3 separate regions of the Hordeum vulgare genome follow, and regions 1 and 3 are each linked to region 2. A link is a contact called in public Hi-C data. All regions are on one chromosome and are shown on one strand. The core of a region is the stretch at or near the end of the contact, and the rest is flanking DNA. Distances in the headings are between cores, read along the strand shown. Region 1 has its middle 13 kb from the start of LOC123396812. Region 2 holds the start of LOC123398196 (probable transcription factor RL9). Region 3 has its middle 18 kb from the start of LOC123395936.

Evidence for each region. Hi-C and Micro-C count contacts between places; a contact is called where the count stands out from the background.
Region 1: a Hi-C map of leaf shows a contact between it and region 2, with 7 times the contacts expected there. The contact joins the enhancer-like site here to the promoter of LOC123398196 in region 2. A contact is called at or near these places in 1 of 6 Hi-C or Micro-C datasets (leaf) and 1 of 1 datasets of contacts at active chromatin or transcription factors (embryo).
Region 3: a contact with region 2 is called in a Hi-C map of seedling, with 3 times the contacts expected there. The contact joins the enhancer-like site here to the promoter of LOC123398196 in region 2. A contact is called at or near these places in 1 of 6 Hi-C or Micro-C datasets (seedling) and 1 of 1 datasets of contacts at active chromatin or transcription factors (embryo).

What each region holds. Positions count from the first base shown.
Region 1 is chr5H:421,123,388-421,126,087 of MorexV3_pseudomolecules_assembly, reverse strand. No RefSeq gene overlaps it. Among protein-coding and RNA genes, the nearest start is that of LOC123396812, 13 kb to the left of the region's middle. Within about 2 kb of position 1,292, at least 3 of the 3 cell types and tissues checked have open chromatin away from gene starts, as enhancers often do. A contact at or near this core is called in leaf, where this site is marked.
Region 2 is chr5H:421,593,578-421,596,277 of MorexV3_pseudomolecules_assembly, reverse strand. It overlaps LOC123398196 (probable transcription factor RL9), which reads right to left and starts at 1,265. Exons shown (of 6, transcript XM_045092696.1): 1 at 122-1,265; 2 at 1-12. The coding sequence starts at 956.
Region 3 is chr5H:421,101,399-421,104,150 of MorexV3_pseudomolecules_assembly, reverse strand. No RefSeq gene overlaps it. Among protein-coding and RNA genes, the nearest start is that of LOC123395936, 18 kb to the right of the region's middle. Within about 2 kb of position 1,295, at least 3 of the 3 cell types and tissues checked have open chromatin away from gene starts, as enhancers often do. A contact at or near this core is called in seedling, where this site is marked.

The sequences.
Region 1 (2,700 bases), core at 43-2,542, 470 kb after region 2:
AGGAAGACATGCATGCATGCACAAAGGATCAAGCAAGCACACACACGTACACATGCATGTACTGTGCCCTGGGGGCCAGCCCCCTGTTTACAGATCAGTGAGGCATGAAGATGCAGGGACGATGGACATATGTATGTATGTTTGCCAGTAAAGGAGAAGCAAGAATGGATGGGGAGGTTGGAGGAATTTAACTCCACCATGACGCCACTAGTCTTTTCAGCTCCTCCATAGCCTTTTTTTTTCTCTTTCTGATGGCGTTCCTAGGCCGGGTAGGAGGAAGCCAACAAGCAAAGAATATCATCGTCTCATTCCCATTCCCGTTCCCATTCCTACACACTTAACCCCTTGGCCGGCCAATTCGAAGGCGCCACGTGACACAGCACACGACCGGGCTTTCCAACCTATCTGAAGACCCGAGTCATCGAAGCTAAGCCAGCTAGCTATAGCTATTAGCAATAGCAATAGCAGAGCCTGTACGTAGGTGTAGCTAGAGCTAAGCTTGCACACTTTGTGCCACATGCATGTAGTAGTATTGCACTTTGGCCTTTCTCATGGCGTGCATGCAGCACAAGCGGCAGCAGCAGATCACCGGCATTATTGATACGATACGGCAGTGTGTCAAAACTTGACATAAAGTGAGACCAAAGCTAACTCGTTTAATTATTCCCCAAACGACGATAGACACCTTTGCCCTTTTCGTAAAGAACAAAAGATTCGTCCCATCGATTTGATAACACGGAGAAAAAGTCAACAGAAAAGACCAACACAAAATCTACAACCTACTACACGCTCTAATGACGAATTAACTAAACGGAGAACGGCATCGTCTAGCTAGGGTTGGGGCGGTGGTCAAGGAAAATGGCTTTTTACACCGGCATACACAGTAAAAACACGTTGCCCAAGGTGGGGCGACGGCCAGCAAAGGCTCAGGCCTGAAGGAAGCCACGGAGTTGGAGAGAGAGAGAGGAGGAATGACACAGAAAGAGGGCATTGAAGTTGCTGTCAGTCACCCACACAGAGTATTCTACTGCTTTCCTCGACTATGACTTCTCTTTGTCAGAGAGATTGCGAGAGGCAGCCAAGAGAGAGAGGGAGGAGATTGATGGAGCGGACAGAAACATTGTGTAGAGAGAGAGAGAGGAGCGCAGTGACCGACTGACTTGAGGCAGCAGGGAGTAAAAGAGCAACATCCCTGATATAAATACAGAGCGTCGGGAGGAGAGAGAGGTGGTCATGATTTTGTAATCCATTGCTTTATGATTGAGCTCGGGCGACCTGCCCCCCGCCCTTTCCCTGCTGCTGCCACAGCACAGCGCAGCTAGCCTAGCTACCACCGACCCCAACGTCTCTCTCTCTCTCTCTCTCTCTCCTCTTTTTCTCTTTTGTTTTGACGCTGACACAAAAGAAGTCATGATGGCCTTATGATGGGGTGCATGCAGTATGACCACTTGTTTTTTTTTCTTTCTCTCTCGGCTGTGGCTTTCTCTCTCTAGTCGCCCTCGTCTTTATTTTTTATCACACGCACCGTCCTCGTTGGTCTTTTAGAAAGGACGGATGCCATATGTGGGCCCCGTGGTCAGTCCGATGTCCATGAAACCCCTGCTGGCGGAATGGGCCGCATGGTTGTGTTGCTTGCCCGCTTTGGTCATAACCAGCCCGAGATTTGCAGGTTCTGGCCCATATAGTGGTACAAGTGGTAAACAAATGAACGAAATGGAAATTTTATTCTTCTTTGTGGGAAAGAAAATTTTATTCAGTAACAATGAATGTGGCTTTTATTATGAAATAAGAAAATTATTGAGTATGATTTGCATGATTCTAGGGCATATCGGGTCCTTGCTCAATTTAAACAAACTCACACATGGTTTCTGAAATAAGGGCCTCTTTGATCCAAAAGAAGTTCCAAATCATTCTTGTTTGTTTGTATCCCTACAATTGTTACAGTGTTGGTTGTTCTATATGAAGGGTTGCAATCAATGAAAATTGGTTCGAGAGATTTATTTACTCTATGAAAGTACTTGTTAACTCCAACATACTCGAGAAATGGTATATGTTGTTCTCTAATCTTGCAAACCAAAGGAGCCCTAGATGTATGTCACATCCATATCTGACCCTAGCGAACTCATTGGTGAATTACTCACGCCACTACTCTACTAGCTACTACCCTACAATGCATATTTATAACTTCCCGCAGTAATAATCTACTTCTAAACTCCACTTAAACCCTACTAAAGGATCTCAACATTTTACAAGAATTTATTTCCTTGTCTGCCAGTATACATGTATGGATCAAAATTGTCAAGTAGTACAGGAATACGGATACATGTAAATCAAAACAAAAAAATTATAAAACTGTCATGTATGCACATCAAGCGACCCTCGCAGACCTAGAAGGTTATGTGTTTTAATCTCAACATAATTACATAACTATTATTGTGCTCCTAGTTTAAGTCAAAACATTACATCTCATTCATGTTTATTGAGAGATTGTTATAAATTCCTTGATTAGGACAATGGTTGTTCTATATCTAAGAACGCCATGTACCATGCTTAATTATGCACCCGTTGTGAATGGGTTATTTATTTTAAATCTTGATGATTTGCATGTCTTGTTTATGCTAAACAATTTACCTAATGATTTGAATCCTACCTATATGAGGCATCGTTGTTTGGATCATACCATTGTTCAAGAATTCATCC
Region 2 (2,700 bases), core at 16-2,515:
TGGGCGTCGCCCCTGCGCGTGCGCCAGAGGTTAGATTTTCATCAGTAAAGCATGTCGCGACGTGGTACGTCGTCGGCGTCGGAGAGAAAGGTTGGTTTGGTGCTAGTGGCAAGGCACGTACTCTCGTGGCCGCCGAGGAGCTCGACGGCGTGGACGAAGCGGGCGTGGAGGGTGCTGGTCCAGCGCATGCGGGGCGCGCGCATGCTGCGCTTGGCGGGGAGCTTGGGCATGAACCGGGACCCCAGCCCGAAGGGCTGCGCGCCGTGGAGATGATGATGGTGTCCGCCCAGACCCATGCCGACGCCGCCGCCTGGGGCGCCGTAGCTGCGGAGGGTGTCCGAGAGCATGCCGTTTAGCCTTCCGGACGCCGACAGCATCCGATGGTGCGCGGCGGAGGACAGGAAGGCCGCCGTTGGGTCGAAGGAATTCGCGGGTGGCGCCGGCCCCGGCCCGAGGGATGACGGCGACGTCGATCCCAGGGAGGAGGGCCACGTCGCCGGATGGTGGTAGCTGTAGAACCCGACCTTCGGGTGATGGTGTCCTTCTCCTCCCCCGGGCGCCGGCGGCAGGAACGGGAAGCCCCCGCCACCGTTGTAGATAGGTATCCCCCGGATTGGCGGCGCCGCCGACGCGCCGCCGACACCCGCGTCCAGCGGCTGCAGCATCGGCATGGCCATCAGCGCGGCCTGGGCGGATGTCGTGGCGGCCGAGGGCACCGCAGCGGACGACGACGGCCTGTGCCGCCACGGCAGCGCCGCGCCCTCCAGGTCGGCGGGCGGAGACAAGGACAGCTCCGTGGACGCCGTGGACCCGTTGAGCCTCCTCCATGGATCCCCGCCTCCGCCCCCCGCCGGGCCGCGCCCGCCGACGCCGCCCCCCGGGCCCGTCGGCGGGCCGGTGCTGGGCAGGCTGATGTGCAGCGAGAGGTCCGGCGACGCAGCCGAGCCCGCCTCCATCTCCCCGCCACCAGCGCGCCCCGATCGGACGCGCGCGCGCACAAAGGCCTAGGTCGTCGGATTGGTGGGACGGGAAGGGGATGAGGATCGGAGGCGAAGGAAGGTTCTTGGAGTTCTTGGGAGGCCGGCCGGCCGGACGGCCTTGCGTTGTGTTGCTGCGTTGGGAATGCTTGCGCTTTGGCTGAGGGGGTGGTGTGATGTCCCCTTTTGTATCTGTCTCTGGTACTGGAGTTACTACTTCTACTTCTCGCTCTCCTCTACTTTCTCTCTCTCTCTCAACCTCCTAACATGAGAGACACCAGGGATGAATTGGTTTCTTCTGCTGTCCTTCCTTATTGCTCTTGCTTGTATAAAAAGGTAGAGAGAGAAGCTCAAGAGAGAGAGAGAGAGAATGTGAGGTTATTATCTGGTTTGTTTAATTAGGATTAGGATGGGAGGGGCAGGCATCACCAAGTCTGAGAAAATGACACTTAGGAGATTGCGGTGGTACTACTGGTAGTACCAGGGACTAGATAGATAGATTGGGGATGCATGGCAAGTGGAGGAGTCAAAGGAGGCACGCTTTTGTTTCTTCGTGTATTACTACTACTTCATAAAATACACGGCTGCTTCTAAAAGAGCAGCACACACACGCACAAAAGAAATATTGATACTGTACGATTATAGAAAGCAAATATGATTAACTGTAGTAGTACATGCATCATATGGATATATGGATGTAGGTTGGTTGTAGTAGTAGTAGTATATTGTAGGGGAAGGAAGATTGATGGATCTGATTTTGTTTGTTGGACTGAAAAGGCTGTGTGAGCTCGTGCGCTTGGGATTCTTTTTCCCCCCATGCCCCCAACCCTCACTCACTCTAGGTAGAGCACTGCACCCTTTTTTTATGGGGGAGCTCATGACAGAGAGTCTCCCCGGAGGGACAGGCTTCTTCTTCTCCTCCCTTCTCTCTCTCCGGGACGGATTTTTTCTTCCTCGTCTCTCGCTTTCGGATTGGATGCGTGTGGGGGTTCAGTGCCCCTCATGCCCCGGGACTGACCGGGTCGGCGTTCTACAGTCTCGTCCGGATACGGTGATAACGAACGTTCTACCGGAGCCATTGTTTGCTGTGTTTGCGCACATGTCTACCGACGAATGGATGAATGTCGGTTTCTTCTTCTTCTTGGTGTTATTATTATTATCATCATCATCTCAATTCTTGTTCTCTGATTAATATTTTCTTGCATACAAGGGTAGCACCTTTTCTTGCATCTCGTGGTCGGAGGACGCACACATCCGTCATATACTGCTCGTAGTCCCCGCAACAATAATACCTCACCACTGCTTGTATACTGTTAGTATAGTTGCGTTTGGCTTTTATGCTTTCTTCTTTTTTTGTGTTGGGGGCATAGGCAGTGCATATGGTTTTTTGTCATGTGGTGGGGGATAAGGATCGATATGCTCCGGGGGTGCGGTGCTTAATTGCGTGGGGGCTTTCACGTGTCGGTAATGCGTGAAATTGTGCCCCCCTTACTACTTTGGATTAATGCTGGATCTCTCATATATATCTTGCAACAGCCTTCTTGTAGCGTTGACCCGTCTATTAGTTCACTGGGCTTGGATAGAACTGATCTGGGTAGTATTTGATTTATTTTTACCGAAGAGCAAATGCTAGTTGTGAGCATGATTTTTTCTTTTATGTTTTTTTTTTACGTTTGTGGTGGAGGGTAAGTGCATTCGCTATGCATTGACTCTTAACACGTCA
Region 3 (2,752 bases), core at 46-2,545, 490 kb after region 2:
TGGATTGAATTTTTGATAAATACAAAACGCAACATTTATAATTTATTGGAAAAAAAATCATTTTTCTGAGCTCTTATAAAAAATCATTTGAAATCTGGGTCAATCTGATACGTCGGATCATTAATGAGTGGCTAAAACAGAAGGTTAAGTTACGGTGAGACTCAGCTTCATCAAGTCACTCAAGCTGCGTCCATGCAAGAGGTCGTGGACAAGATAGCCTTTAGCGGACACAAAAGCTTTTGTCCCGCCTAAGGTCGCGTTTGGATCAGCGTTTAAGCTCGTTTGTGGCCGGTTTAGGATACATACCTTCTTTCGTTGTTTTTATTCTACATAGAAAACAAGACGTGGTCGGTAAGTCATAAGTGTAAAATTAATACGGGTGTAAAAACTTACACCCATTCCAAACAGGACATAATGTTTTTCTAGAATCAACTTATATTTCTTTTAGGGGTCTATATCTGGCCTAATATTTTTGCTATATCTAGCGTACTGCAAGATGGTCTGTGGGCAATCCATTCCTTGTTATTCTCAGAAGATTTCGTCATATGCTTCCTTTTCTCCTTTTCTATGTTTTATTAATCTGTTTTCTGTTTTGTTTCAAGTTTTTACGGGGTTTTTTTCTTATGTTTTTTCTCTTTTTACTGTTCTATATATTATTTCTATTTATTACATATTTGTATTTGCAAATATGCATAACATTTTTATAAATAGACGTCAAACCTGTTGTAAGTACATGTTAAATATTTTTTACATACACGTTGAATATTTCTTAAATACACTTGAACATTTTTTTAAATGCATGTTCAGCATTATTTAAATACATGGTGAACAATTTAAAACGCAAGTTGAATATATTTTCAATACAGGTCCAACATTTTTATAATATATGGTACATATTTCTATAATGTATAGTGAATATTTCCAAAAATATGTTTAACATATTTAAGTAAACGAAAAAAGAATTATATACATACCATGCACATTTTGAAACAGATGATAAATACTTTTTTAAACATCATGAACATTTGTCTGAATGGCACAAACATTTTAAAAAATGTTATGAATAGTTTTTAAGCGTGTATTTTCTTTGGAGTGGTACAAATATTTTTTGAAGTATGAATATTATTTATAAAATGTCATGAATGCTATAGAAGCTAGCAAATACCAGCAATAAAAACAAAAACATATAACCAAACCAAATGTTGGACGGGCAGAAAACCACGGTGCACACAATGATGTGGACCGGCCCATGACGGGAGCTCCTGTTGGTGTGATCGAGCTCCCTACAAGCGGTACCTAAACATGGGGTGGTCCGTACTGCAGGCGCCCATTCCCGCTCCTGGCACCTGCAGCGCCCCATACTGGGGCGGCCCAATAAACTTTAACTTTAATGATAAAGAAGAAAATAAAATAAAAATTGATATTTTAAAAAGTTCATGCATTTTAAAAACGATCATATTTTTCTCTAAAGTCAATCAAATTCAAAAAAGTTCACTGATTCTAAAAAAACGTTCATAAAATTTCAAAAATGTTAATAACTTTTCTAAGTTAATCGAATTTTAAAAACATTAACCAATTTTAAGAAATCATTCCAATTTATAAAAATTCAATATTTTTCGAAAAAGTTCATCAAATTTGAAAAAAGTTCATAAATTTGGAAAAAAATACCTATTTTTAAAAAATGTTCCTCGAATTTGATAAAAGTTCATCATTTTTCGCAAAAAAAACCATTGAATTTGCAAAAAGTTCACAAATTTTGAAAAACAGTTCACTGATTTTTTTTAAAGTTCATCAAATTATAAAAAACGATCATCAAATTAGAAAAAAGTTGATCATTTAAAAAATCATCGAATTAGAAAATAGTTCATCCAATTTGAAAAAAAAAATCAAATTTGAAAAAAAACATTGAACTTGAAAAAAAGGTCAGTGAATTTGAAAAATGTTGACCAAATGATAAAAAAGTTCATCAAATTAGAAAAAAGTTCATCGTTTTTTAAAAAAAATCGTCGAATGTGCCAGTAGTTCATCAAATTTGAAAAAAAAGTTCACCAAATTCGAAAAAAGTTCATCTAACCTAAAAACTATTCAACGAAATTGAAAAATAATAATTGATTTTAGAAAGAAATTCATCCAATTTGAAAATAGTTCATCAAATTTAAAAAAAAACATTGAATTTGAAAAGACGTACAACAAATTTGGGAAAAATCATCAATTTTGAAGAAAAAATTTCATGAATTTAAAACAAAATCATCGAATGAGAAAGAAAACAGAAAAAAGAACAAAAGAAAGAAAAAGAAATGATCCATCCTGAAATGACCACGAACAAAGAAAAAAATGGCTTGGAAGGACTCACGCCACATGAGAGAACAAATAAGAGAAAATAAATTAGGAATAACTAATTGGTCGATGTCGTAGTGGTTACGGTCGTCGTAGATGTAACAACCGATCACGAGATCGACTCCTACAGCACACTCCTATTTTGATCATTTTTACAGAATAAACAGAAGTTATATGGGCCGGCCCAGATCGCTCATTGAGGGGTTGCTCTGCAGGCGCCCGTTTGTTAACGGGCGCATAAGCGCCAAATAGGATTTTCCCTAAACATGGGGAGCACACTCCTATTTTGATCATTTTTACAGAATAAACAGAAGTTATATGGGCCAGCCCAGATCGCTCATTGAGGGGTTGCTCTGCAGGCGCCCGATAAATAGGATTTGCCCTAAACATGGGGAGCACACTCCTATTTTGATCA